Linked DNA regions of Mus musculus: all the other regions are linked to region 2. The links are chromatin contacts, called in public ChIA-PET, HiChIP or PLAC-seq, capture Hi-C and promoter capture Hi-C maps. All regions are on one chromosome and are shown on one strand. The core of a region is the stretch at or near the end of the contact, and the rest is flanking DNA. Distances in the headings are between cores, read along the strand shown.

Region 1 (5,029 bases), core at 650-3,149, 290 kb after region 2:
TTGGATGTACTGGAAGCCACTATGTAGATGAGGCTGTCCTTGAACTCACAGAGATTGACTTGACTCTGCCTCTCCAGTGCGTGATTAAAGGTGTGGCTATAAAATGATGTTTCAGTAGAAAACCCTGTGAGGAAGTTTATATTCTGCTTATATTTTATTATATTTTATATTATATTGTATTTATATTGAATTATGGGAACATGCTGTAATCATATCCTTATTCTGTATTCTGGCTTGCTAGCGCACTCTATAATGACATGGTGGTTAGTATTCCACTAAAAACAGTATCAGGGTGGGCAGTGGTGGCACACGCCTTTAATCTCAGCACTTGGGAGGCAGAGGTAAGTGGATCTCTGTGAGTTCAAGGCCAGCCTGGTCTACACATCAAATTCCAGAACAGTCAGGGCTACTACATAGAGAAACCCTGGCTGGGGAAAAAAAAGATGTCAGGTCAGAATGCGAATCCTGTAGAACTAACAAGGCGAGGGTACTTATGCATAATGAATGCCTGTCTCCACTGATATTTAACTCTGTTATGGCTAGCTCTGATGCCTGCATGTGTTAACACAGTGTTTGGGCCAATAACTGGACTGGCAGTTGCCCACACTGTCCTGCTGCTTGCTGCATGTGTGTCTCAGCATGACAGCTTAGCAAGCCGGGACGGCCGCACATTAATCCTGAGTCTGATTTATTATATCATAGGACTCAGTTCTATCCATACATGCTCAGTCCCCACAGCTTATTGCTTATCTAGCAGATTTGTTTACCTACAGTTAGGAAATACATCTATTTGCTAGGAAAAAAGGAAACAGGAACAGGGGAGAAAGGGAGGAAAAGGGGAGGAAGAGATAGATGTAGGGAGAAGGGAGGAGAAGGAAGGGAGAAGGGAGAAGGGGGAGGGGGAGAGGGGAGAAGGCGGGAGGAACTCCATCCTGACACACTTCTGGAGATGCTGATCCTCCCACATGGTCTATGGCATAATACAGGGATTGAAAAAATGATTTCTGAAGAGCTAGTGACATGGCTCAGTGGTTAAGAACAATGACTGCTCTTTCAGAGGAGTCCCAAGTTCCGTTCCCAGCACGGTGTTGTGGCTCACAACCATCTGTAAGTTCAGTTTCAAGGATCTGATGGCCTCATCTCTCCTCCAAGGACGCCAGGCATGTATATGATACGCAGACACACATGCAGGAAAAATTCCCAAACAGAGAAAGGAAAATATTTTCTATAAGAAAAAAAAAAAAAAAGAATTGAGAACATTGATTTCCAGAGGTCAAAAGCAGAAGGCTCCATCGAGGTCTCACGCCAGCTGAACACCTCTGAGTCCCGAGGCTTCTGAAGGTTGGCAAGTGCCTTATAAATCCCAGACACCAGAGGCTGAGTGCCAAAGGCACCGAGAGGCGTGCTGTTCTGATTCTTTCATCCAAGAGCACTGAGAGGTAGCCAGCGTTTACAATACACAGTACAGTGCGGGTCCTCTACCAATCAAATACCAGATATTACAGACACTATGCAGATAGCGATAATTCCTCACACTTCACACAACTCACTCCCAACTGTGACTTCATCCTTCCAGGTAAACTTGCCTTGCCTGGCACACACACTGGAGGAGTAAGGAGATGGCCAGCGTCACTCAGCAGCCACGCCAAGTGAACTCTTCCAGGCCACTCTTTCTCCAGTTGTACCCGGCTGTGTACTACAGCCTCGAGCGACAGTCCCCTCAGCCTGTGCCTGTGGGGTTGCCTATTTGGCCACACGTCTAACAGCAACATGGACAGATGACTATGGTGGGAAAAGCAAGTTGAAGCACTTACCTAGACTGCCGGGGTGTTCACTGGAAGCAGCTGGGGAGACAGCTGTGGACTGAGGGTGTTACTCAAGCACAACTGGGGAGAGGCTTGATCGCCCACATACCCTCACTCACCCTTGGAGGCTGCAGGCACTAGCCTGACCACACTTCCTCTTTCTGGTCCCCATTCTAGTGAAGCTAACTACTCCAGTTTTGTTTTTTGTTTTTTGTTTTTCTGTTTTTAAAAGCTACCTTCCCACTGCCCTTCGTGGCTCCAGCAGAGGCCCATGAAGGCTGGTCGTGGTGTGGAAGGGGGTCCTGAGAGGAATCAGGCTCCAGAGTGAGTGAGTGAGTGAGTGAGGGGGTTGCCCCAGGGGAAGTCTCCCTTAAACTTTCCTGGGCATGGTCATGTGGGACTCAAGAAGAGAGAGGGGGGCCCTAGGTCTACCCAGAGATGCATGGTGGGAAATGGAAGACAGATGCATCATCCCGCAAGTGTGGCTCTTGAACCCCTGGACCTGTTGGCCCAACTTCTGTTTAGAGGAGTCAAGGAGACTCTAAGAGAGTGTCTAAGAGAGCATGGTGGTGATACCTAGAGGGTAGCCTAGGCTGTTCTTGAACTTGTGATATTCCTACTTCTGCCTCCCAAGTACCAGATTACAAGTGCATGCTGTGACACCCGGCCAGTGGACAGTGTTAATTGAATTGAATCATTTCCTACCACACTGTGAGACAGAGTTCCCAGTGATGCTCATAGCCTCTAAAAATGGAAGTTTGGGGTGAGGAAACAAAGAAACTGCCTTGTAGAAGTAGCTGCTTGTGGTGAGTCGTCACTTCATGGCAGCATGGATGTGTGTGAGATGCCTCTCCAAGGGAGGGGTGCGCTGGCACTCAGGAACAATGATGACAACTAAAGTGACTGGGGAAGATTCCCCCACCTGCCCAGAAGATACCCACAGGTAGCATTCACTGGTGTTTACGGTGTAAATATTCCTACCATGGTCAATTTCAAAATATCAACATGGCATCCAGGAACTTGGAATTGGGAGGAAAGTGCACAAGGCTGCTCTCTCTCCCAAGCCTTCTGGGCCAACTGCATTGTATTGTTAGGAGCCACTGTTGAGTACTGCTGGGGGCTAGGACTCTACCAGGGTTTCACTTTCCTGGTCTCAATAGACCTTCACTTAATTCGATTATTTCCTTTGTTTCTTAGAATACTGAAGCGTGTGGAGGTTCTGCCATGGAACCAGTTTTTCATGGTGACCTTCAACTCAGATCTGTCCACACCAAAGGCAAAGCTGGTGCTCTTCCCTACTCACTTAGCTGAAACTTAATTGCTCAAAAATTGTCCTAAGCTAGGCATGGTGGTGCATACCTGTGATCCCAGCACTGGGGAGGCAGAAGCAGGAGGATTGCTGCTAGTTCAGTGTCAGTACGGCTATGTTGTGAAAGCCTGTCTCAAAACAAACAGAAGCCCTACCTTTCAAATAGCAAATTTAAAATTACCTTCTGAGAAGTTAGCCAGAGCCGGGCAGTGGTGGCACATGCCTTTAATCCCAGCACTTGGGAGGCAGAGGCAGGAGGATTTCTGAGTTTGAGGCCAGCCTGGTCTATAGAGTGTGTTCCAGGACAGCCAGGGCTACAGAGAAACCCTGTCTCGAAAAAACAAAACAAAACAAAACAAAACAAAACAAAACCCAGGATAGCCAAGGCTACACAGAGAAACCCTGTCTTGGAAAAGAAGAAGGAGAAGAAGGAGAAATGGAGAAGGAAAAAAGGAGAAGGAGAAGAAAAGTTAGCCAGAGCTCCTATGGGAATAGCATAGCCTAGGCTAGCAGAGCTATGGTCCTTGGCTTGTGCTCAATTTATCCAGTTGCTTTGCTTTCTCTGGGGGTCCCAAATTCAGCTGTGACATTGCAAACTTGATAAATATACCATGTTCAACAATCTGAAGAAAGTTCAAGCCCTAGGAGGCAGAAGATCAAAATTCCCAGCCCAATTTGTCGAGCAACTTTCTGAGTAAACCCTTCCCTTCTGCTGTGGTCTGTTGTTGCCTGTGAAATCAGTTTTCACCAGATGAACATAAAGTTGCTCTCAGGATTCTGCTATGAGATCTTTCTTCTGTTCCTCTCCTTCACTTTTTGATAAATAAAAAATGGCATAAATTTAAGGTACACAATGTAGCACATGACTTGATGCATCTGTTCTGTGGAATGATGACCCCGCCCAAGCTGATTAACAAATACACCACTTTGACATAGTTTAAAAAAATTAAATTAGGATTTTTTTGTTTGTTGGTTTTTTGTTTTTTTGAGACAGGGTTTCTCTGTGTAGCCCTGGCTGTCCTGGAACTCATTCTGTACACTAGGTTGGCCTTGAACTCAGAAATCTGTCTGCCTCTGCCTCCCAAGTGCTGTGATCAAAGGCAAGTGCCACCACTGTCCGGCTTAGGATTTATTTATTTATTTTCTGAGACAGGGTTTCTCTGTATAGCCCTGGCTGTCCTGGAACTCACTCTGTAGACCAGGCTGGCCTCGAACTCAGAAATCTGCCTGCCTCTGCCTCCCAAGTGCTGGGATTAAAGGCATGCGCCACCATGCCTGGCTAGGACTTATTTTTAAACATTTTGTAGTGTATGTATATCTATGTGACTATGCCACATATGTGCAGATGTCCCTAGAGGTCAGCAGAGGGATTAGCTTCTCCAGAGTGGCGTTATAATTGGCTCTGAGCAACCTGATGTGGGTGCCGGAACCGAATCTGGGTTCTTTGCAAGAGCAGCAGGCGTTCCTAACTGCTGAGCCCTCCCCGCAGCTCCCTCCTCATTCTCTGTGTGAGGAAACTTAAGGCAGGCTCTCTGAATTTCGAGTTGTACAGACGGCTCCCAAACCTTTTATTTTTATTTTTTTAGTGTTGGAGTTTGAACTGAGTGAGGGCATTGCTCTTGCCAGGCAGATATTCTACCACTGAGCTATATCGGTTTACTTTTTATTTTGAGACAGGTTTGTCAATAAACTTGTCCAGACTGTTTTTGAACTCTTTGTGAATCCAGGCAAGCCTTGAGAATCCTCTAGCACATACGAAAGCCACACTTTTAATATGTGAAGTGTGAGGATTTACTTCATCAGTCTGTTGCTGGACAGTACAAGGATTAGAGAAAAGAATCAGACGAAAAATCCACCATCGAGAGTCACTGGGGTCTGAGGATGTAGCCTAGAGGTGTGGTAATGGCCTGTAGGG
Region 2 (5,269 bases), core at 1,474-3,973:
AAACAAACAAACAAACAAAAACAAGTCAAAAGAAGCCTGGGACATCCGTGAACAACAGAGTGAAGCCTGGGACATCCGTGAACGACAGAGTGAAGCCTGGGACATTGTGAACGACAGAGTGAAGCCTGGGACATCGTGAACGACAGAGTGCTTGCCTAACATTCCTGTACAAGGTTCTGGGTTTGAACCCAGCAACAAAAGCAAAACAAAACCAAAAATCTTGGAAAATAGTGTATCGATGCAAGGATTTGGGGGCGCTACTGTAGAAACACAACCAACCAGGTGGGGGGGGGATGAATAAATTTGACTTCACCCAAATTTTAAACTTGATTTTTTTTTTAAACATTTGGTTATTTATCGGGGGGAGGGGAGGGTGACTGTCTGAAGGTCAGAAGACAACTGGCAGGTGTTGGCTTTCTCTTCCACCTAAGGGACAAGCCCCTTCACTGGCCGAGCTCTTTACTTGCCCAAAGCTGAAAACTTTTCACTCTAATCCAATGGGAGAAAAATATCTGCAAATCATATAGCCGGGGCTAGAGAGATGGCTCAGCAGTTAAGAACACTGACTGCTGATGTGTTAGAATGGCGGGTCTCGTCTCCATGGCACACTAGGCCAGAGCAATTCCATGTGGAAGCGGTTTTATGGGAAGAGAGAGACAAAAGTATTGGCAGAGAGAGAAGAGAGGGAAAGAGGAGAAAAAAAAATGAGGACAGGACGGTCTCCTTATTTGTATGGAAAATGACTTAACACAAGTAAAAGTGGGAGGTGAGCCAAATGGATTCTGGGAATATGGTGGCAGTTGTCTTGGCAACGGGTCTGCAGGTCACAGGTCGCAGGTCGAGCTGTTGCCTCATAGGTTTGGAATGTCCTGATGCCAACAACTGCTCTTCCAGAGGTCCTGAGTTAAATTTCCAGAAATCATCTGTAATGAGATCTGGTGCCCTCTTCTGGTGTGTCTGAACACAGATGCAGTGTATATACATAAAATACATAAATCTTTTTTTTTTTTTTTTTTTTTTTTTTTTTGGAGACAGGGTTTTTCTGTGTAGCCCTGGCTGTCCTGGAACTCACTCTGTAGACCAGGCTGGCCTCGAACTCTGAAATCTGCCTGCCTCTGCCTCCCAAGTGCTGGGATTAAAGGCGTGCACCACCACGCCCAGCTTTTTAAAAAATCCATATATCTGATGTTTCTACCTAAATATAAAAATAACACAATACAATAATTAAAAACTCAAGCAATTCTTTTTTAAAATTGACAAAGATCTTGAATGGACATTGCTGCAAAGAAGATACACAAAGAACTCACTAGCCATGGAAATATGCTTAACTAATTATTCGGGGAAAACAAATCAAAATCATACACTCACGTCCACATGCACTAGAATGGCACGATTTTTTTTTATTCTACAAACCATATTTAATTATAAAATCAAGAATTTTAGTATACAAGAATTGAGTTGGCCCAAGTATTTATATAAAGAACCAACCTACATAATTCATTAGACAAGAAATGATTTCTTCATTGTAATGACTCTTTTTTTTTCCATATTTTTTTATTGGGTATTTATTTCAATTACATTTCCAGTGCTATCCCAAAAGTCCCACACACGCTCCCCCACCCACTCCCCTACCCACCCACTCCCACTTCTTGGCCCTGGCGTTCCCCTGTACTGAGGCATATAAAGTTTGCACGACCAATGGGCCTCTCTTTCCACTGATGGCCGACTAGGCTATCTTCTGATTCATATGCAGCTAGAGACACGAGCTCCAGGGGGGGTATTGGTTAGTTCATATTGTTGTTCTACCTATAGGATTGCAGATCCCTTCAGCTCCTTGAGTACCTTCCCTAGCTCCTCCATTGGGGGCCCTGTGATCCATCCAATAGCTGACTGTGAGCATCCACTTCTGTGTTTGCCAGGCCCCGGCATAGTTTCACAAGAGACAGCCATATCTGGGTCCTTTTAGCAAAATCTTGCTAGTGTATGCAATGGTGTCAGCGTTTGGAAGCGGATTATGGGATGGATCCCCGGATATGGCAGTTTCTAGATGGTCCATCTTTTCGTCTCAGCTCGAATGGCACGATTTAAAATGTATTAAAAATATAATACATAGGTGAGAATGTGTAACGGTGGAAACCCTCAGATATGGCAGGGGTGATTGTCAAGGGGTATAGATGCTCCCAAAAAACAATTGTAGCTTCTTCAAAAGTTCTTGTGGGACCCGGGAAGTAGGTACCCCGGACTATTGAAAACACGACCTGACCATTCCAGTTTGTACTCTTATCTTGTGGGTTCTTTGAACTAGGACACCAATCAGGTTATAGTGTATCCAACCTGTTAACATTGCGACACAACGTTGTTATTTACAAAACCCACATACTTCAGACTATACAATCAAGTTACCAAAACAAACAAACGACCCCCCCCACACACACACACACACACCTAAAACCTTATAATGTAAATTAGGCTTCATTTCCAAGTATCCTTTGCCTCCGGGAGCCACAAGCCTCTGGTGAGGCAAATCTTTGAGAAGAGGCTCCGCCCTTTTCCCCCCTTCCTAGACCCGCCTCTTTTTTTTTTTTTTTTTGGTAATTTGACACACTGCCGTAAAGTGCCCACTGACTCTAACGACGAGTTCCTACCTCTGTCTTTTCCCTTCTGCCGTCAAGCAGCTTCGCTCCCAGAAGGCCACAGAGGCGGACTAAAGAGAGTGACGGAGCGCTTTACGACGGTTGCTTTGTGGCAGAGTAGCAGAGGAAGATGGCGGCCGCCTTAGCTGTTCGTCGAGCGGGGTCTGCACCGGCCTTTGGGCCGGAGGCTCTCACCCCAGACTGGGAAAACCGGGAAGTCTCCACAGGGGTGAGGAAAGAGCCAGAGTTCGGAAGACATGTACTAGGCCTGACGGGAGGAAAAACATGAAGCCCGAGTGGGTTTGACTGAGTGGGTTGGGGGGGGGGGAGCGCTGTGTTCTGCGAGAGGGAGAGGGATTCCTTGAATGCTGGCGTGGGGTGATACCTTTCGTGATGAGAGGTGAACAGTAGGCTGAAGCATAAGAGTCTGAATCCTGGGGTTTGGAGATTGTAGTTTTTATATTCTCTGACGTGTTGAGCCCCCTTAAGATTTGATAATAGGTTCGCGGAGCACGAATTTTGCATTATAAAATCCGGGTGAAGAATTATTGAGGTCGGTATATACTCGAGAATGCGGTAAGGCTAAAAGAGTTACCTTTTTTACACTATTCTTCCCAGACCACGATCATGGCTGTGCAGTTTAATGGGGGCGTGGTTCTAGGAGCGGACTCCAGGACAACCACTGGGTGAGCTCAAAACAGAAAGTCTTCCCGTTTCCCCTACTCCAAACATATACCATTCCTGCCTGTCAGCCCATCCTTACCCTCCTCAGACCACTGTGGCAAGAGAAGTTTCTCCACTACCTGGAGATAATAAGGACTTGTTCCTAATTCTGTGGTTTCCAGGCCCCCTCACCCTTTGGTGAACTACCAGTAAAGGTCTGTTCTCCATTCATCCGGCTTCATTTTCCATGAGGACTAGTAGGTGGTAGCAGTATTTGTATCCCTGGAGCTGCAGGGAGTAGACGGTGATGTGGTGGAGGAGGGAGGCAAGTGGGCTCCTTCTCACTGTTTCCGCCATCCTGCAGGTCCTACATCGCCAATCGAGTGACTGACAAGCTGACCCCTATCCACGATCACATCTTCTGCTGCCGCTCAGGCTCAGCCGCTGATACCCAAGCAGTGGCAGACGCTGTCACTTACCAGCTTGGTTTCCACAGGTACTTGTGGGCAGGGGAGGAACAACGACCCTGAAGGCTCTGGAACATAAGGCACTAAAAGGCCTGACTCCAGATCCTGATATTGCTTTGTTTGTGATCTTCCAACCCCACCTTCTAGTATTGAACTGAACGAGCCTCCACTAGTCCACACAGCCGCCAGTCTCTTTAAGGAGATGTGTTACCGGTACAGAGAAGATCTGATGGCAGGAATCATCATTGCAGGCTGGGACCCTCAAGAAGGAGGGCAGGTCAGGCCCTCCTCACCAGAGTACTGGAGTCACACCTCTGATGCTCCACCCCTTCGGCCATTTTGTTTGTCTGTCTGTCTGTCCGTCCTGTATGCATGTATCCTTATGGGTACATGTGTGTGGAGGCCAGAGGTGTGCCAGGGTTGTCTTCCTCATGAGACAGTCTCACTGAAGATAGAGCTCACTTTTAGCTAGGCTGCCTATCCAATGAGCTCTAGCAATTATACACCCTGCACCCTACTCCCAGAGCTGGGGTTACAGATACACATGCCCAGCTTTTACATAAGTGCTGGGGATTTGAAATCAGGTCTTCATACTTGCCTTAGCAGGCCCTTTACCACCCAAGCCATCCCTAGTCCCCACTCCAAACACCTTTTTTTTTTTAAGTTTCTCTTTCTGTCTCTACCTCACCATTAACTTTCCCGAGACCAAAATCAAAAGGGATGGGTGAATGTGTTGGGAAAGGGTGCAACTGGTGGCTTTTCTCCCCCCTCCCATCTGGCAGGTGTACTCTGTTCCCATGGGGGGTATGATGGTAAGACAGTCCTTTGCCATCGGAGGCTCCGGGAGCTCGTACATCTATGGCTATGTTGATGCTACGTATCGGGAAGGCATGACCAAGGACGAATGTCTGCAGTTCACTGCCAATGGTGAGACTCTGTGCTTCCACGCCTGTGAACTTCAGCCCTCGTTCCCAAGCTGTGCCAAGGGTCCTCACGTTCAGCTACTAACTCCAAACCCACTGTCCTCGTTTTATCTACAGCTCTCGCTTTGGCCATGGAACGCGACGGCTCCAGTGGAGGGGTGATCCGCTTGGCAGCCATTCAGGAGTCAGGGGTAGAGCGGCAGGTGCTTTTGGGAGACCAAATCCCCAAGTTCACCATTGCCACGTTGCCACCTCCCTGAGGCCTGGTGTTCTAGGGAGTAGTAAAGGATGGTCCATACCGACGCAGAAGCTAATAAACAGTTTGTTAAAGAGACGTTTCTGTGTGAAGGTTCTTGACTTCAACTTCAACTTGCCAAAACCATTGTCTTGCGTAAACTATTGCACTGAGCTCGGTAGGAATTAGAGAGGTAAGGAAGGTTTATCAGTGCGCTGTTCTTTTATCATTACTAGCATTATTGGATTATTTTGGGGATGGCTGGTTGCATTATGTTTTTAAATAAAATGGTTTGTTTTATGTGCATTGTTGTTCTGCCTGCATGTATGTGTGAGGGTGCCAGATTAT
Region 3 (5,383 bases), core at 2,025-4,524, 430 kb before region 2:
TATTCACAGTGACCCTAGTGCATCATGTTGGGTTTAGTGGTGTGTGATTTTTAAGTGTGCAGTGTGGCACTCAGCATATTGATATCAGCCTCCAGCAATCAATCTGTAGAGTGTTTTCACACAGCAAAAGTGAAGCTCTCCCATTAAGCAACTTTCTGTTCCTGCTCTCTAAGCCCAGATAATTGCTGTTCTGTCCGTTGTACTGCTCTAAGCCCCTCGTACAAATGAAGTCAGCTCACAATGCTCATCCCGACAAAGGAAACTCTGTCTTTATACAGTGTAGGGACTGAGGTGGATTTTGTCAGAGAAAGTGGCTGGCTCTTTAAACTGTAGATCGAGCTGGAAGAAGAAAGCAAAAGTTTGCATTTTCTTTTTTTGCCTTTAGAAACCCTGTCTAGGGAGAAGATCACTCATTTCTAGGTTCTACATCGTAGCAAGGTATGCTCAGCCCTGAATAGCTGATGACCGTCTCTGACTGAGGCTGTCTAGCAGGTTAAAACTCATGCAGTAAAAACTGCCTGCTGCTGCCCTCCCAGCTTTGTATCTCAATCCTCGAGGTTAGCAGTTCCCGGGGAAAGGAACTAAAAAGATTTGAGCTGTAAAACTTAGTCTTCCGTGACTTTTCTCTTACAGCATCCATGTCATCTGACGACCCCACGGAGCAGCAGGATGTACGCCAACTGTCACAAAACACATAGCCGAATTTTGTTCATTTACTAAAAGAAGAAGAATAAATTTCATTTAATTTGCAGAAAACGGTATGTATTTTAAAGTTAAAAAAATGATTTATGTGTAGGTGTTGTGCCTGCATGTGTGTCTGTGCATCATGTATGTGCAGTCTTTCAGGAGTCCAGAAGAGCTTGTTAGAGGCCTTGGTAGTTGGAGCTACAACCTGGGTCCTCTGGAAGAGAAACCAGTCCTCTGAAACACTGAGACATCTCTCCAACTTTCTAAAGCATTAGAGGAGCTGGCCTAGGAGATGAAAGATGATTGTTATTGTAAAGATATTCTGGCAGAAGAAAAAGAAAAGCATCCCTCATAGTAACTAGGATGGCTCTGGAATCTGGACGTGTGACTCAGAATGTATTCTGCCTATTACAGTCCCCACCATAATTTTTCCTACCCATAAAAGCCATGTCATGGACCTGTATTACCTAAGATGGCTCTCATAGACAATAACTTCCCATTGCCCAGGATGCCAGCCTTTGAATAAAAATGACTCTTTTCCTCCAACTCTTGTGCCCAGAGTACTGGCTTTTAAATGGTAGTCAGAGCTGGGTCCAGTACCACAGTATCTGAGATTAATCAACTGACTTATTCTGGTTCTTTGTTTTAGAGGTTCGATCCATGATAAATTCACTCTATTGATTTGGACCCATGGTGGGGCAGTTCATTATGACAGAGGACGTGCATCCGGCAAGGCTGCTTGGCTCCTGACTGAATTGAGAGAGGAAAGAGAACTGGGATGTCACAGTCTCCTCGGGAAGGCGCACCTCCCCAAACTGAAACAGGCTCTTCCATCCTCCAGCAGGCTCCATCCTAACAATTTCCTCATATTCTAATAGTGTTATAATCTGGGGACCAAGCCTTTAACACATGGCTTTTGGGGGGAACATTTCAGATCCAGAGTACAGTATCAGCTACCTGTTCCAAGTCACCTAATCTCCTTTCTGCCAGAGGCAAATGTATTGACTTCATAGGGTGATGTGCTGTGAGGGTTAAATGAGAAAACCTTATTTATATAGATAATGTGTGTGTGTGCATGCGTGTGTGTGTGTGTGTGTGTGCGTGCACGCGTGAGCACTCATGGGCATACATTTGTGCAGAGTATGTGCATCAGTGCCAGTGTGTGTGGAGGCAGGAGGTTGATTTTTAGTATTTTTCTCTATTACTCTCTACTTTCTTTTTCTTTCTTTCTTTCTTTCTTTCTTTCTTTCTTTCTTTCTTTCTTTCTTCCTTCCTTCCTTCCTTCCTTTTTTTTTTTTTTTTTTTGGCAGAGTCTCTCTGAACCCAGTTTATTGTTTGGCCACACTGGTCCCACGGATCTGCCCTTCTCTGTCCCTTCTGCAGTGTGCTGGCAATATAGGTGTGTGCTGCTGTGCCTGGTTCATATACAGGAGCTGGGTTACAAACGCAAGACCTCATGCTTGTGAAAGAGCCCTTTACCCACCGAGTCATCTTCCCAGCCTTTGTAGATCCTGTGTAGCACTCGCAGGGCATGAAGAGGGGTGTTTGTGTCCCTGGACTGAGTGTGGTGCTGGGGTTATGACTTCCATATTTTGAAGAACTTCTGCACTGAAGTGTGGAGGTAGAGAGCCACAGCTGAGCAATGTTCAGAGAGTGACAGGCTTGGAGTGCTCCCTTGGTCCTAAGTGGGATCTCTTCATCAGACCCCTCCCCATTAAAAGGAGGGAGTGGACTATGGGTCCCAGTCCTAACCAAGAAACTATTTGTGGTTCAAATCCATTGGCAAAAGAAAATCAGTTTTCTACAATGGAGCATCATGGGGTATACCCACCATACTCCAGGACCAGGAGTAATTTGTCAACTCAAAAGAAACGTCATTGTGGTGTTTGTTATTGTTGTTGTTTTTATGGGTTTTTTTTTTTTTTGGTCTTATTGGTCTTTGGCTTGTTTGTTTTGATAGTCTTTCTTTCTTTGGAGAGAACATAAAGCGGTGTGTGTGTGGGTTGGGGGATGAGGAGGGTCTGGGGGAGGACTGAAGGAGTGTGACTGAGTGGGGCTGGAGTGCGCTGGAGTGCGGGAGCCTGGTGCTGAGCGTATAGGAAGCTGTGGCTGTGGCTGGTTGCCAGGGTCACAGGCTCAGATTGGGCAAGAACAGGGAACTGATCTCTAGGTCACTCTACTCCTGGTCAGAGATATTTGAAGAAATCAACAGTTCTGGAAAATAAAAGAGGCAGGAACTGAAACAGGGGAGGGAGGGAGGGATAGAGAGGAAACAGCAGACTGGATCCTGGCCCCTCCACACCTGCACCCCTGCTCCCCTTCTGACATTGTGCAATGAAGGGAGAGATGATGTGTGTTTGTGTGTGTGTGTGTGCGCGCGCATGTGTGCACATGTGCACGTGTGTACATACAAGGATACCGCACATACAAGGAGACCTCCTGTCTCCCTTCTCTGGTTATGAGAACAGAAACATGTCCCCCACCCCCACTGCTCACTGCCTGAGTTCCAACTGCGTTTCTGTTTCTATTTACTGTCCAAAGTCCCAGGGGCAGGAGGTGACTGGTTAGATGGACATTCAGGCACAGGGACCCAGCTCTTGCCTAGATTGGCCCCTCCTCCCTCTCACCTAGCTCCACTAGCACCACCTGTCCCGTCTCCCAGGTTTAGCCCCTCTTTCTCTTTGGGCTCAGGCTGTCTCCGAAAGCCAGAGTCAGCTCTCTATACCTTTAACAGGTAACTGAGGTAGTGGGAGGCAGGTGGTACTGGGTTCAGGGACTCTGGGTGGAGGGATGAGAGCATATAGTCTGGTCCATGAGAATATGGAAGGAAGGCTGCAGAGCCAGGTCACCTCTTGGGAAGGAAGGAGCCTGCAGTATTTCAAGTCTTTCCCTGTCAGCTACCCACGTCCCCTCGGTCCTTCCACAGGGATTCCAGTCTTAGCACAAACCCAAGTTCCATCTCTAAGGAAATCTCAGCTCAGTCTCAGATCTGTCTCCAGCCCTTAGGGCCATCATGGAGAAGGACTGTCAAGACATCCAGCAGCTGGACTCTGAGGAGAATGACCATCAGCTCAGTGGCGATGATGAACATGGCTCTCATGTGCAGGATCCTAGGATAGAAAATCCACACTGGAAAGGCAAGTGTCCAGTTTCTGGGGCCTCTCTGGGATCCTTGCCTCAGCTGCCAGTTCCTCTCTCTTTTTCTGTGAGGACTCTCTCATCCTGACTCAGTGACCAGTGTGCTCCCGAGTCTGTCCTACTCAGGGTTATTACTGCTGCGATGAGCAAAGTGACTTGAAGAGGAAAGGGCTTATTTGCCTTATGCTTCGTCATCATCGAAGTTCATCATCAAAGGGATCCAGGACAGGAACTCACACAGGGCAGGATCCTGGGGGCAGGAGCTGATACAGAGGTTATGGAGGGGTGCTGCTTACTGGCTTGCTCCTCATAGCTGGCTCAGCCTGTTTTATTATAGAACCCAGGACCACTAGCCCAGAGAGAGCACCACCCACAATGGGCTGGGCCTTTCCCCACTAATCACCTCATAAGAAAATGCCCTACAGGCTTGGTTACAGCCAAATACTATGGAGGCATTTCCTAACTTGAGGCCTCCTCCTCTCTGATGACACTAGCTTGTGTCAAGTTGACATAAAACTAGCCAACACAGTGACCTACATGTGAGCTGCTGATACCTCTGAGTGCAGGGTCCCAAGAAAAGTGTGTATGCTTAGAAGTGAGGGGGTATCTGAGAGGATGAGCCTCCCCCGAGACTGCACTGTGCATGTGTATATATGCGTGTACATGTGTGCATGTGCGTGCATGTATGTACATGTCTGTATCTAGGATGAATGCAGAGCCACAGACTGTGTTAAGGCGATGAGCTGAGTGTGTGAATGAGCACAGAGATCCTGGGTGATTTCCATTTGTATCCTGCCTGAATCTTCTTGCACATTTTGAACACAGGCCCCACATAATTGCAAAAAGGTTTTAGGGTAAGAGAGATCCTGCCCTGGGCAGGCTACCCAGTGTGTTCCAGATGATGTAGTTTCATCTCAGAAGAAACTTGGGACTTCTTTTGTTGTTATTTTAAGACAGGGTTTCTCACTTTGTAGCTCAGGCTTCCTGGAACTCACCCTATAGCCTTGGAATCTCAAGTAGCCTCCCTATTTTAGCCTCAGGAGTGTTGGGATCACAGCTGCGCGTTACCACGCCCAGGCAACGTGGGACTTACATCTCTGTCACATTGCTAATGTTTTACCTGTGTGTGGTCCAGTCACAGCATCTGTGTCAGCATCCTGCCTGTGCTAGCATCAGTGTCACTTCTGAGTCCTGTTCGAAAGATCCTGGGATCTCATTTTGATAGGTTCATTTATTGCTTATTTATTTGTGATACTGCCATTGGAACCCAGGGCCTTGCACATACAGGCAAGAATTGAATCACTGAACCCCCTGTCTGTTTTCTCAGTCTATTCATCTCCCTAGTTTGACTTGTGTTTTCCTACTCTATTGTGTCTTGTGACCAACAATTGGACACTGAGCACTGTGAGTTCTGTGTTGCTGGGTGCTGGGTGCTGGGTGCTGGGTGCTTTTGTATTCTGGTGAGTATTTAGTTTCCTGGGATGCAGGAAAGTGGTGTAGGATCTGACTCCTTATGCCCTAACTGTCTTGGTTTCAGGCTTTCAGGCTGTCTCCTCAA
Region 4 (5,142 bases), core at 1,653-4,152, 260 kb after region 2:
GTCTGACACACCTTGCTCTTGGATTCCCTGACTTCTGTGATGTTGAACAATAGATTTCTGTTGTTCCTAAAGTAACTGGGGCTATATTTTGAGTGTACCCCAAAGGTCTACGTATGTATTACAGGCTTGCTCCCCAGGATGGTGCTTTTGGGAGGGGATGTAGTCTTTAAGTGGTGCAGCCAAGTGAGAACTCCTTAGGTTATTCTGGGGAGGGTGTCATCAAATGGATTAGGGAGCCTCTGACTCCTTTGTTTTTTTCTTCACCTCTTGGCCATTTAGTGCATGACTTTGCTTCAGCCTTCCCCCCTCCCGCTATGATGTACGCTCACTTTCCTTCAGGTCTAAAGCAACTGGGTCAAACCAGTCATGAACCGGAACCTCCAATGACCGAGAACCAAAATAAACTTTTTATCTTGACAAGTGTTTAGCTCAGGTATTTTGTTACAGTGATAGAAACCTGAGTAACACACACATAAGTCACCTTCTTACGGCTGCCCAGAGACTCAGACAAAATATGGTGCCGAGAAATGATGAGCTGTGCTTACCAAAGAATGTGGAAGTGTTTTGAAATACATGTTGGACAAAAACTGAATTACTGTTCACAGACCCTAAAGGGAAGTTCCCTGTATGGGCTCAGAAGAGACGAGTTACGGAGAAATCTCACACACCACGTGAGAGGCAATGGACAGGACAGCAGCGGAAAGAGGAACATCAAAGGGTATTCTGGTGGCTTCTCAGCTGGAAATGGGAAACAAGGAGCCTGGAAAGCAGAGGAAGGGCGAGCCCGTTATAAAGCCCATTCGTGTCTTGGCATTTTCGGAGGTTCTGAGCATTGATGAGGCCAGTTGGCGGATGGAGAGGAAAGTCCTGTGTGTTTGGCACTCTATCTTGACTGCTTGTAGAAAATGTAAAACAAACAAACAAACAAACAAAAACAGAAAAACAGAAGCAGAATTTAAAAGCCCGGAACATTCTCAGTCTATCCATATTGTAAAGAAAGAAAAAGCAAGTTCAGAAAACATCGAAGAGCCAGCCAGGGGACTGCTGATAGGAGGTTCACTCGGCTACTTGCTTAGGACACGGGGATACAACACAGAAGAAATCTTGAAGATCTTGGGACCCTTCCCAGACCAGAGTGGTTAAGCCCTGGGGGGTTAAATGGTTTCTGAGCTCTGTTTCCTGTATTATGATTCAGGGCTCTGTAGCCACCCAAGCAGAGGTTTAAGCTGTGGTCCAAGGCACAGCTCTGGCCACCAAATGGTACACCACGGATGCCTGCAAAGTGTCATTCCCCATGAATGGGAAGTGTAGTGTCTGTGGGCAAGAGTCCTTCCACCTCAGTTTCCAATGATGCCCCAGAGATATCCTCAAGGCCAGGCAGAGGAGCTGCATCAGGGAATGGATATCAGAGTGTCCTGTCTAAGGTACAGCCCAACACAGCCATGTAGAGAGAGAGGCCTTCCCAAGACTCCAGAATTGTACAGACACCAGTAGCTGCCTGAAAGACCAGTATATCCTACAAAGCCAAAGAGCTATAGAAGAATAGGAAGAACTCTTAACCATGGAGCCATCTCCCCAGTCCCTTAATTTTGTTTGTTTCATAAAGAAGACCAGACTGCAACTATTACCAAGGGCGCACCATGGAGGTACTGGAGAGATGACTCAGCAGTTATGAGCACTGACTTCCAGAGGTTCCGAGTTCAATCCCCACCAGCCACATGGAGGTCCACAGCTGTCTGTAGCTCCAGTCCCAGGGGACCTAACGCTGTCTTCTGAAGACACTGCACACATATGGTATGCATGCAGGCAAAACATCCATACATACAAAATAGATATAATTTTTAAAAAGGAGAAAACTATGGTTCTGTGATTTGAGGCATGAGTTTTCAAAACTGTTGAGGCAGCCATCCATGATCTGTTTCAAAATGATATGTCAGCACTATTGTGGTTACCATAGTTATCCAGGGAGTGAGCTCAGGATGGGCCCTACCTTCTTATTTCTGGACTCTTTTAAATCAGTGACTATGTAGCTGGTCACTTGGCTTGGGCTCTGCTGTGTGACTAGAATATACACTAAGGTCCTATGACGTCTTGATATGGTTAATGTTGTCACACAGATTGGCAGTAGAAAGCACAGTCTTAGTACATGAGCCTAGCTCAACTCACAACAAATTTATAAATGTCCAAAAACTTTTATTCTACTTTTTTGCTGGCAAATAAACTGGTTGTTATATTTCCCTGTGTGTTTGGCATTCAAAAATATATTTATTAAGTGCCTTCTGTGTGCGGGGGCTTATTATGGACACTGGGAAAATAGAAGCTCTCCCTTAAGGAGCCTCATATTCACATGGCTGCAACCCGGACTCATTTGAGAGAACAGCTTGAGAAAGGGTCTATCTCAGCTTGTGGTTCCAGTGAGTTCAGTTCATGGCTACCTGGCTTGTGTTTCTGGGCCCGTTGTGAGGCAGAACACGGAGGCCGTCTGAGTGCATAGGAGAAGTTTCTTCAGCACAGGGTAGCTAGGAAGCAGAAGGAAAGAGAGAAACAGACAAGAGAACCCCCAGGGCAGGACACAGCCCTTGACACACCCTGGCTACCGACTTCCTCCTGTTAGACCTCACCTTTTAATGTTTCTAGGCCCTCCCAAAATAGAACCACTAGCTGGACAACACATATCAACACATGGGCCTCCCAGTATAGGGAGAACAGAAAGTTTAGGGCCTGGAATTCATTCATTCATTCATCCATTCATTCATTCGATCATTGAGCATACTTACTGACCATCCTCAGCATGCTAGGAACAGGGAAAACAAGGAAGAAGAGAAGGCCTGTCTCTGCACTGGTGTTGCCTTTGTTCAACTGGAAATGAAAGTCACATGAGCAGATCGTTCCGGATATAAGAGTTATGAAGGGGAAGCACCTACAAAGGCCACCACCACATCGGGCCGGTGAGGAAAGCACAGTGCCTAAGATGCAAAGGAGGGGAGGAATATTGCGTATAGCAGGGACAAGAGAGACCACAGCAAAGGTACTTACAAGTAGAGGAAAAACACTGGGGAACATGGAGGTTGCCAGGAGGAGGTAGTGTGTGAAAAGTTAGCCAGTAATAAAATCCTGACAAATCTTGTAAGCCATATTTAAGAGTTTGGCCTCTGTCTGAGGCTAATAGGTAAAGATGAGCTTTTAGCAATGGGAAGAAGTATTCGGTTGCTCACTTTCAAAAATCACCAGCTGCCAATCAGTGTTTTGGAGTCTGAAATACCAGAGGCAGGACACTGGTTAGAGGTTCTTAAAGTTCTCTTTGGGAAGTGCTGGCCATGGGCTGACTGACCTCAGAGTGATGGAGACAGAGCTGATCTGACTGAGGCACAGTCAACAGGAGGTGGGGACACTGGCAATAAAGGATGCAAGAAAGGACCTAACTTCTGCCCTTAGCAAGGGAGGAAGTAATCTAGCACGAGAAGTCAGGGGTGGGGATGTGTCATCAGTTATCCATGGAATATGTTGAATTTGAGGATCCCGTGGGATAATCAGATGGAGGTGTCCTGCGGGCTCTGCAACCTGGAACTGGAAAAGAGGGGTTGAACTGGAGCCTGTGGTTGGGAAGTTGCTAGGGTAAAGGGGATGCTGAGCCCTGTGGTATTGGCAACATCACTCAGCAATGCTGAGAGGGAAAGAGGAAACAACAGCACCCCAGGAAAGATAGGATGGAAAAGTAAGGAATGACCACTAAAGATGTGATAGTGAAAGCTACAGAAGGGGCATTAAGCTCTGAACTCTCGTCTTGAGTACCCTGCTGGAGGGTGCTGGCTGGACACTTCCTGGGGCAATCTACTCTTCCTGGCACAGCCAACATACCCACTGCCAAAGAAAAGCTAGCTGGGGGCAGAAGTCAGAAGGCCACTTGAGTCCTCTGTTGATCATTAGAAATGGTGTCTGAAAACACAGGAAATAAACTTGTGTCAGAACTTGACTCTTTGATGGGTTTGGTCCACATTCTATAAATATCCTGGGGGTTGAGGTGTGAGTGGGTGGGGCAGCGTCACTTTCTCACCTTACAGACTCAAAGTGTCTGCGCATCACAAGAGCCCTCAGCTATAAAGACAAGTCATGGCTTCTAGGAGGTTCAGGGGTGGGTGGGGCCTGAGAGAAGGGAGACAGGCATCCTTAAGGTGTGGCCTACATAGGGATTGAGAGCTGGGAGGCTCCACACAATCAAACACCAAGACTATGATCCCTAGCAGTCTCTCAGCTTAGGGGTCTCAACCCCCTTAGGGGTCAAATATCAGATACCCTGAATATCAGATATTTACATTACAATTCGTAACAGTAGCAAAATTACAAGTATGAAGTAGCAACAAAATAATTTTATGGTTGAGGATCACCACAAATAAGGAATTGTATTGAAGGATCCCTGCATTAGGAAGGTTGAGAGTCACTGCCTTACAGCTACATTCACCCAGGGAACGAAAGAAAATGTTGAGAAATGAGTCAGTTCTCACAGGCCCAGTGGTCTGCACTAAGGAAACTTCCTCCACAAAGGTGCCAAGGCCACATCCTCAGAATCTTGGGGTAGAGCTTCTGCAGTGTCAGAAACATCAGGAGCATCTGGAGCAACAGGAGCATCTGGAGCAACAGAAACATCTGGAGCAACAGAAACATCTGGAGCAGCAGAAATATTTGGAGCAACAGAAACATCTGGAGCAGCAGAAACATCTGGAGCAACAGAAACATCTGGAGCCTCGGGAACATCAAGCTGTCCTGTCTTCTGCTGTAGCTTTCACATGGCTGAGGTGGCTTCCTCTGGGGATTAGGAAGTGCTTGTGTTATAATCCGGCTATTCTAGAGTATTCTAAAACGAGCTGTGTAAACCCACTTCAGCTTGCCAAAAAGGTGTGGTTTTAGAGTGCTGGGTTTCGGTGGTTGCTGGAATCTCAACATCATCATAATCATTTTCTGGCTCGGTGGAGCCCGAGATAGCAAAGACCTTCTTGTTCCTAACTTTCTTCACTGATGAGTACCAAGCTGAGGGTTGTCTTGGAGCTTCCTGTGGGGCTAAAGCACAGAAAAAGGTCGCTATACACAAGGCTACTCGGTACTGATGTATTTTTGACTGAGCTTTGAGCATATTACAGATCTTCC
Region 5 (5,046 bases), core at 1,044-3,543, 320 kb after region 2:
TTGCTGTCTCAAAACTAAAACCAAACAAGACAAAACAAAATCATCTCTGTTGATGAATATGTGGGCCATTTATTTGCTGTATAATGAAATATACTGCTGTAAATATTCTTGTGTATGTCTTATCTTTCACATACAATCTAATTGACAAGTAATTATTTCATGTTTTATTTCTTGATTTCCTTCAGAATGAGAATTACAACTTCTGTAGCTAATGAAGGCTTTGAGCATACGTTAGTTTTCTCTAGTACATATCTAGGAATGGCATCTGGTTGTTGGGTCTTAGGGTTTACATAAAAAATATGAAATGGGACTGGGGTATAGCTCAGTTGGTAGAGCACTTGCCTAGAAGGCACAAAGTTCTGGATTTGTAATCCTAGCATTTGGGAGGTAGGAGAATCAGGAATTCAAAGTTAGCTTGGGCTACATGAGAACCTGTCTTAAAAAAAAAAATTAAATGAATATGAAAATGTATATAATTCTGGTACTCTTTGCTTATTTCAAAATGGCCTTTCCAACTTTTGACATAGGGGCCTCTGAGAGTCCCTACCAGATGTGTGATCATTTCTGAGTGACCTTGGTCTTGAGGACCGGGTTGCAATCCTGATTACCAATGGCAATAAGTACGGTATACAGTCAGTGGAAGGAGTCCCATCTGTGGAGGACATCGCCATCTGCTATCTTTATGGCTCCTGCTTCCTATTCAGTCATTGCAACAGGACAGATGATTACTGAGTGGCCCTACTGGGGCCAAAGGTCTCCCTGCTGAGCGAGGATTTGCTCACTCAGGAAGGTTAGAAACCAGGGGGAGGGTGGAAACAGGCTTCATTTGTTCTGTCAAAGGCATACCAGGAGATGTTAATTGCTTAAAAGTCTAAATATAACCCCCCTTCATCTTAGTGGGACCTCAGGCAAAAGTACAAACAGATGACTACCTATTTAAAATTATAAACCATTCCAAAGAACTGTGAACCTTACTAGAGCCTAGTCTTCTACTTTGACTAAAGTCAAACCATTAATGACTATTATGGTTTGAATGTAGGCATCTGCAGTGACTCTGGAGCAGACTTGAGCTTAGAACTTTTAGAATCAGAATAAATGAAGAAGAAAAAGAAAGAAAGAAAGAAAGAAAGAAAGAAAGAAAAAGAAAAAGTAGGACCTAGTAGTGGTCCAACCCTGAAATCTCAGCTTCTCAGGAGGATGAAGCAGGATTGCAGACTCAAGGCTAACCTGGGCCATTTAGGGAGAGGGTGTTTCAAAATTAAAAAAACAGAACAAGAACTATTGCTATAGCTGAGTAGTGGAGTGCTTGCCTACTATGCTTAAGGTTAAATCCCCAGGACTGCAGGAGGGAGAAAAAAAGACTAGCATAGATCCCTGGCCTTTGGGGGTATGTGCACTTGAATAAGCTGGTGAGAGGAGCGTAAGCCCTGGCTGGGCTCCTGGTCTGTTGCTTGTCTTCCTTCTTTCCTCACCTGTCTTGCACCACGAAGGATCTGTGAACACACAGAGCAGCTCAAATGTGTAAGTGCTGTGCCACCTCCTCCAAATGCAGCTGCCCTCTGGCACGTTGAGAAACGTTTACACCCTGTCTTATAGAAAAATGAGAGACTACAGCTTCAGCTACCCAGGGAGGGAATTCTGGGCTCATAGGAAGGCAGGTGGACTTGGTCCTGAAGTGCCAGACTGTGTAGACCCCTTGCCCTAGGAAGGCAGCAAGGTCTGAATGAGGCTGGAAAGGAAAGTCTGGAGTCTCCGTATGGCTCTCTTGCCCAGGCAGAAGGGTGGCACTTTCTCCTGTCAAGAATGCAAGCACTGCGTCTGGCTGTATCTCCAACAGCTTCTCTGGGCTGATCACGTTAAAGTCAAACATAGTCGCTTAATGGAAAAAGTGCATTGGCTTGCACATCTGGGGACCAGACCAAGTTCTGGCCATAACAATTCTTCCTACTTTATATCCTCATTTAAACTTTTCTTAGCCGCTCTACTTTTCAAGGTTATGAGGTTAAGGGACTTTCTCAAGGACACACAACTAGGCAAAGTAGCGGCTGGGTTCGCGTGCACCCAGGGTCTCCTCACTCAGCTTGATATTTTTGTCTGTGTCCTGGGAGCCAAGAGCTTGCACAGTCTTCGTCTTTGCAGCCGCCAGTCTCCAACACCCATAGCTCTCTCATCAGCCTCCCTCTGGCTCCCAGGCCCCGGACCCCTCCTCCCTGGTCTCCCTCCCTCCTGAGGCCCCGCCCCTCCCTTAGGCCAGCGTCACGTGCCGTCCCATCCCCCCGCGCCTGCGCACTGCTTATTTCCCGCTGTCAGGATGAGGAGGCGGAGGTCGGCGCTCCGGTCCGTCTCTGCCCGAGGCTGTGGCGGCGCCGGCGGCTCCAGCCTTAGCGGTTCCTCCCTGGGCGGCGGTGGCCGCGGCTCGGTCGACGCCTCCTCCGCCAGCTGAGCCCGCGGCATCCCGGGACGCCGCTTCCCCGCCCATCCCCGTTCTCCGAGGCCGCCCACTGGCCATGGCGCAGCCGGGCCCGGCTCCCCAGCCTGACGGTGAGGCGCCCACCATGGCGGGCGCGGCCTGCCCGGCGCAGCGTCGTGGGGGCCCTTGGGGGCAGGAAGGGCACGCGCGCGGGCCCGGGGGTGACCCACGGACTGGAGGCGGGGGCGCGCGGGCGACGCGTGCTGGGGCAGCCGGGCTGGGGAGGGAGAGGGAGGCGCGCGCGGGCGGCCGCGGGGAAGGGCGTGGGGAGGCTGCAGGGAGGGAGCCGGCGGAGAGGAAGGTGCGGTGGGATCAGCACGTGGGTTCCTCGGGTGGGGAGGATGGAAATGGAGAGCATGTGCTATATTCCTTAAAGAAAACGCGAGCCCTCGCCTTGGTAGTGGCCGTGTGCCCTCTCGCCCCACCTCCGCTCCCGCCTCCTCAGGCCACGCTCCAGCGCTCTTTGCACCGGACTTGTAAAAGTAACTGTGATCCTAAGCATTGGGTAGCATTCTTTTGAGTGGTTGTGTTGCTTCATGGTAAGGCCGGGCTCATATCTTAGTCTCTTAGGGCCTCAGTTTCTGACGAACGAAGAGCGCTTGATTCATGTCTCTTTATCGAGAAAGATGGGCAAGTCTTGGGCCAGGCGATAAAGATGGCAACGTTCATCTGTAAAAGGATAGTTTAGTATTATTTCGAGAGTGTTAGGGATGAAAAGGTGCTCGAGTGGGCCGAAATCGAGGAGTCAATCGTCTTCTCCATTCCGTCTCTACCGTTCAAGCGATGGGGTCTCACTTTGTGGACCATGATGACCTGAAACTCCTGAGCTATCCTGCCTCAGTTTCCTGAGTAGCCAAGACTTAGACGTGCAGGACAGACTGTCTTAATAATGCTCATATTGGAAGAAAAAAAGGGCCTTGTTCTAAATAAGCCATGATGGTTATTAGAACCCTTTATGACCTTTAAACCGACTGAGCTCTGCCCCAGAGTTTTGACCACATTGTTTCAGGTGTTGTTGTCGTCAACCGGGAGTTATGTTTGGAAAGAATGTGCTCCGTCCTTGGCAAGATCTTACTGTATCTAGTTGGGAAAGTTCTTTCAGGTGTACTTTTCTAATTGGCTTTTGTGCTTAGCATCTTTACCTGTAAGTAGAATGTTGGGATGTGGTGGTTGGCTCAGGAGGTTCTTGGCCTTTTCCAAGAGTAGTCTCTTGAAATGATCTTTTGTGAAAACCTCTGTTTGTTCTTGCGGTAGGGGAACTGGAAACAATGTTATCAGATTTTGAGACTCTTGCTGCTCTCTGGGAAGTGTTCTCTAAAGATTGTTAGCCTCTAGTTTTGGGTTTTGTTAGTTGCCTAAGGGGTAATGTCCAGCCTAGACTTTAACTTGCTCGATGTTTCTATTCCAATAAAGAGAAGGGAGGTGTTTCTGGTGGGCTGTCAGGAAACAGGGATGTTTTTTGGACCTTCTTTTAACTCTCACCTTTTGTATTTGGTGTCAGGGAGGAAAACTTTACAAACCCTCCTTGTTACTGCAGACAGAGGCAGAATACAGAGAAAGCTCTGACTTCTGGTAGGTATGCTTAACTGGCTGCTGCCTTCCTTTGCTTTCCATGGACAACTCAGGTGACATGAGTCTGGACTCTTAATTTCCTGCCTCTTTCAATATATGAAATGGTCTTCCCTGCAAATAGGCAGAAGTGACTAAGCACTTCGCAGAAGCGAGGAAAACATTAGCTTTGAGGAATCTCATGTTCTTGCTATTCTCAGTGCAGGTTTACTTCCTATTTTTCAAAATTTAAGACTATGGAATGAGATTAAGTAAAATTTTTAAGTATACGTTAATGTAAATGGACAAAGGTATCTATCAGTTCATGAAAGGGGAGAGAATTTGGTATGTTTGAGTTCTTTGTGCCAATGTCTGCTTACAAGTTCATCTTGCGGAATTAATTGTTCTCTTTAGTTGAGTTCATATTGACAACTTTAATTAGAAGCGCACTTGAATTTTTTAGACCTGCTGAGTTAAAAAACAAAATTATTGGAAAATTCCTTTGCACCAGACCAACAGTAAAACATAACTGCTTCGTCCGCTTTCCCGTCATTTCAGAAGCAGTGCCGAATCTTTTTTCTTTTTGACATATTTTCTTTGTTTTTTTCATGAGGATATTAAGGCATATTAAGAGTAGATTTGTTGGGCAGTGGTGGCGCATGCCTTTAATCCCAGCACTTGGGAGGCAGAGGCAGGTGGATTTCTGAGTTCGAGGCCAGCCTGGTCTACAAAGTGAGTTCCAGGACAGCCAGGGCTCTACAGAGAAACCCTGTCTTGAAAAATCAAAAAAAAAAAAAAAAAAAAAGGAGCTTTGTGTATAATTGGCAAGACAAGATGTAACCTTTTTTTCTTATTTCATAATTTTTGAAGGTTTTAGTTTTAATGGAGCACTTTGATGGATGCCAATTAAGTTATTTTCCATTGAGAATTCAAAGACAAGTATAAAAACTCTCAGATTTCAGTTTAAGCTAAACTACATTTTAGAAGCATTTGTCCTGATTTTACTTCATTAAAATTAAAATTTTAAA

Evidence for each region. ChIA-PET counts read pairs in DNA pulled down with a chosen protein or histone mark. HiChIP or PLAC-seq counts read pairs in DNA pulled down with a chosen protein or histone mark. Capture Hi-C pulls out chosen DNA fragments and counts their contacts.
Region 1: a capture Hi-C map of macrophages shows a contact between it and region 2, with 2.9 times the contacts expected there. The contact joins the promoter of Scimp here to the promoter of Psmb6 in region 2. A contact is called at or near these places in 6 of 39 promoter capture datasets (the HPC-7 cell line, embryonic stem cells, liver and 1 more), 4 of 484 Hi-C or Micro-C datasets (B cells, CD4 T cells and pro-B cells), 5 of 115 datasets of contacts at active chromatin or transcription factors (the 230-238 cell line, bone marrow-derived macrophages, effector CD8 T cells and 2 more) and 5 of 9 other capture datasets (adipose tissue, embryonic stem cells, liver and 2 more).
Region 3: a contact with region 2 is called in an H3K4me3 HiChIP or PLAC-seq map of bone marrow-derived macrophages, with 5 times the contacts expected there. The contact joins the promoter of Asgr2 here to the promoter of Psmb6 in region 2. A contact is called at or near these places in 1 of 115 datasets of contacts at active chromatin or transcription factors (bone marrow-derived macrophages) and 1 of 9 other capture datasets (adipose tissue).
Region 4: a contact with region 2 is called in an RNA polymerase II ChIA-PET map of memory CD8 T cells, with 70 read pairs. The contact joins the enhancer-like site here to the promoter of Psmb6 in region 2. A contact is called at or near these places in 11 of 39 promoter capture datasets (the C10 cell line, cranial neural crest, embryonic stem cells and 7 more), 1 of 15 datasets of contacts at CTCF or cohesin (large pre-B cells), 2 of 484 Hi-C or Micro-C datasets (B cells and CD4 T cells), 8 of 115 datasets of contacts at active chromatin or transcription factors (the 230-238 cell line, bone marrow-derived macrophages, effector CD8 T cells and 3 more) and 4 of 9 other capture datasets (adipose tissue, embryonic stem cells, liver and 1 more).
Region 5: a promoter capture Hi-C map of liver shows a contact between it and region 2. The contact joins the promoter of Rabep1 here to the promoter of Psmb6 in region 2. A contact is called at or near these places in 17 of 39 promoter capture datasets (the 3T3-L1 cell line, 3T3-L1-derived adipocytes, cranial neural crest and 12 more), 2 of 115 datasets of contacts at active chromatin or transcription factors (embryonic stem cells and memory CD8 T cells) and 1 of 9 other capture datasets (liver).

Annotation. Positions count from the first base shown.
Region 1 is chr11:70,810,662-70,815,690 of GRCm38.p6, forward strand. Scimp (SLP adaptor and CSK interacting membrane protein) reads right to left here and starts at 1,900. Exons shown (of 5, transcript NM_001045526.2): 1 at 1,815-1,900.
Region 2 is chr11:70,522,634-70,527,902 of GRCm38.p6, forward strand. Psmb6 (proteasome (prosome, macropain) subunit, beta type 6) reads left to right here and starts at 2,724. Exons shown (of 6, transcript NM_008946.4): 1 at 2,724-2,862; 2 at 3,252-3,319; 3 at 3,661-3,792; 4 at 3,911-4,040; 5 at 4,546-4,690; 6 at 4,804-5,225. The coding sequence starts at 2,764. The coding sequence ends at 4,946.
Region 3 is chr11:70,089,370-70,094,752 of GRCm38.p6, forward strand. Asgr2 (asialoglycoprotein receptor 2) reads left to right here and starts at 3,275. Exons shown (of 9, transcript NM_007493.3): 1 at 3,275-3,421; 2 at 3,687-3,824. The coding sequence starts at 3,701. Gm32946 (a long non-coding RNA gene) reads left to right here. Exons shown (of 4, transcript XR_879978.1): 3 at 634-758; 4 at 1,337-1,896.
Region 4 is chr11:70,786,584-70,791,725 of GRCm38.p6, forward strand. It overlaps Scimp (SLP adaptor and CSK interacting membrane protein), which reads right to left. Exons shown (of 5, transcript NM_001045526.2): 5 at 4,349-5,055. The coding sequence ends at 4,853. Among named protein-coding and RNA genes, the nearest start is that of Scimp, 23 kb to the right of the region's middle. Within about 2 kb of position 2,903, at least 82 of the 459 cell types and tissues checked have an H3K27ac peak or open chromatin away from gene starts, as enhancers often do. A contact at or near this core is called in B cells, bone marrow-derived macrophages, effector CD8 T cells and 3 more, where this site is marked.
Region 5 is chr11:70,842,468-70,847,513 of GRCm38.p6, forward strand. Rabep1 (rabaptin, RAB GTPase binding effector protein 1) reads left to right here and starts at 2,294. Exons shown (of 18, transcript NM_019400.3): 1 at 2,294-2,541. The coding sequence starts at 2,508.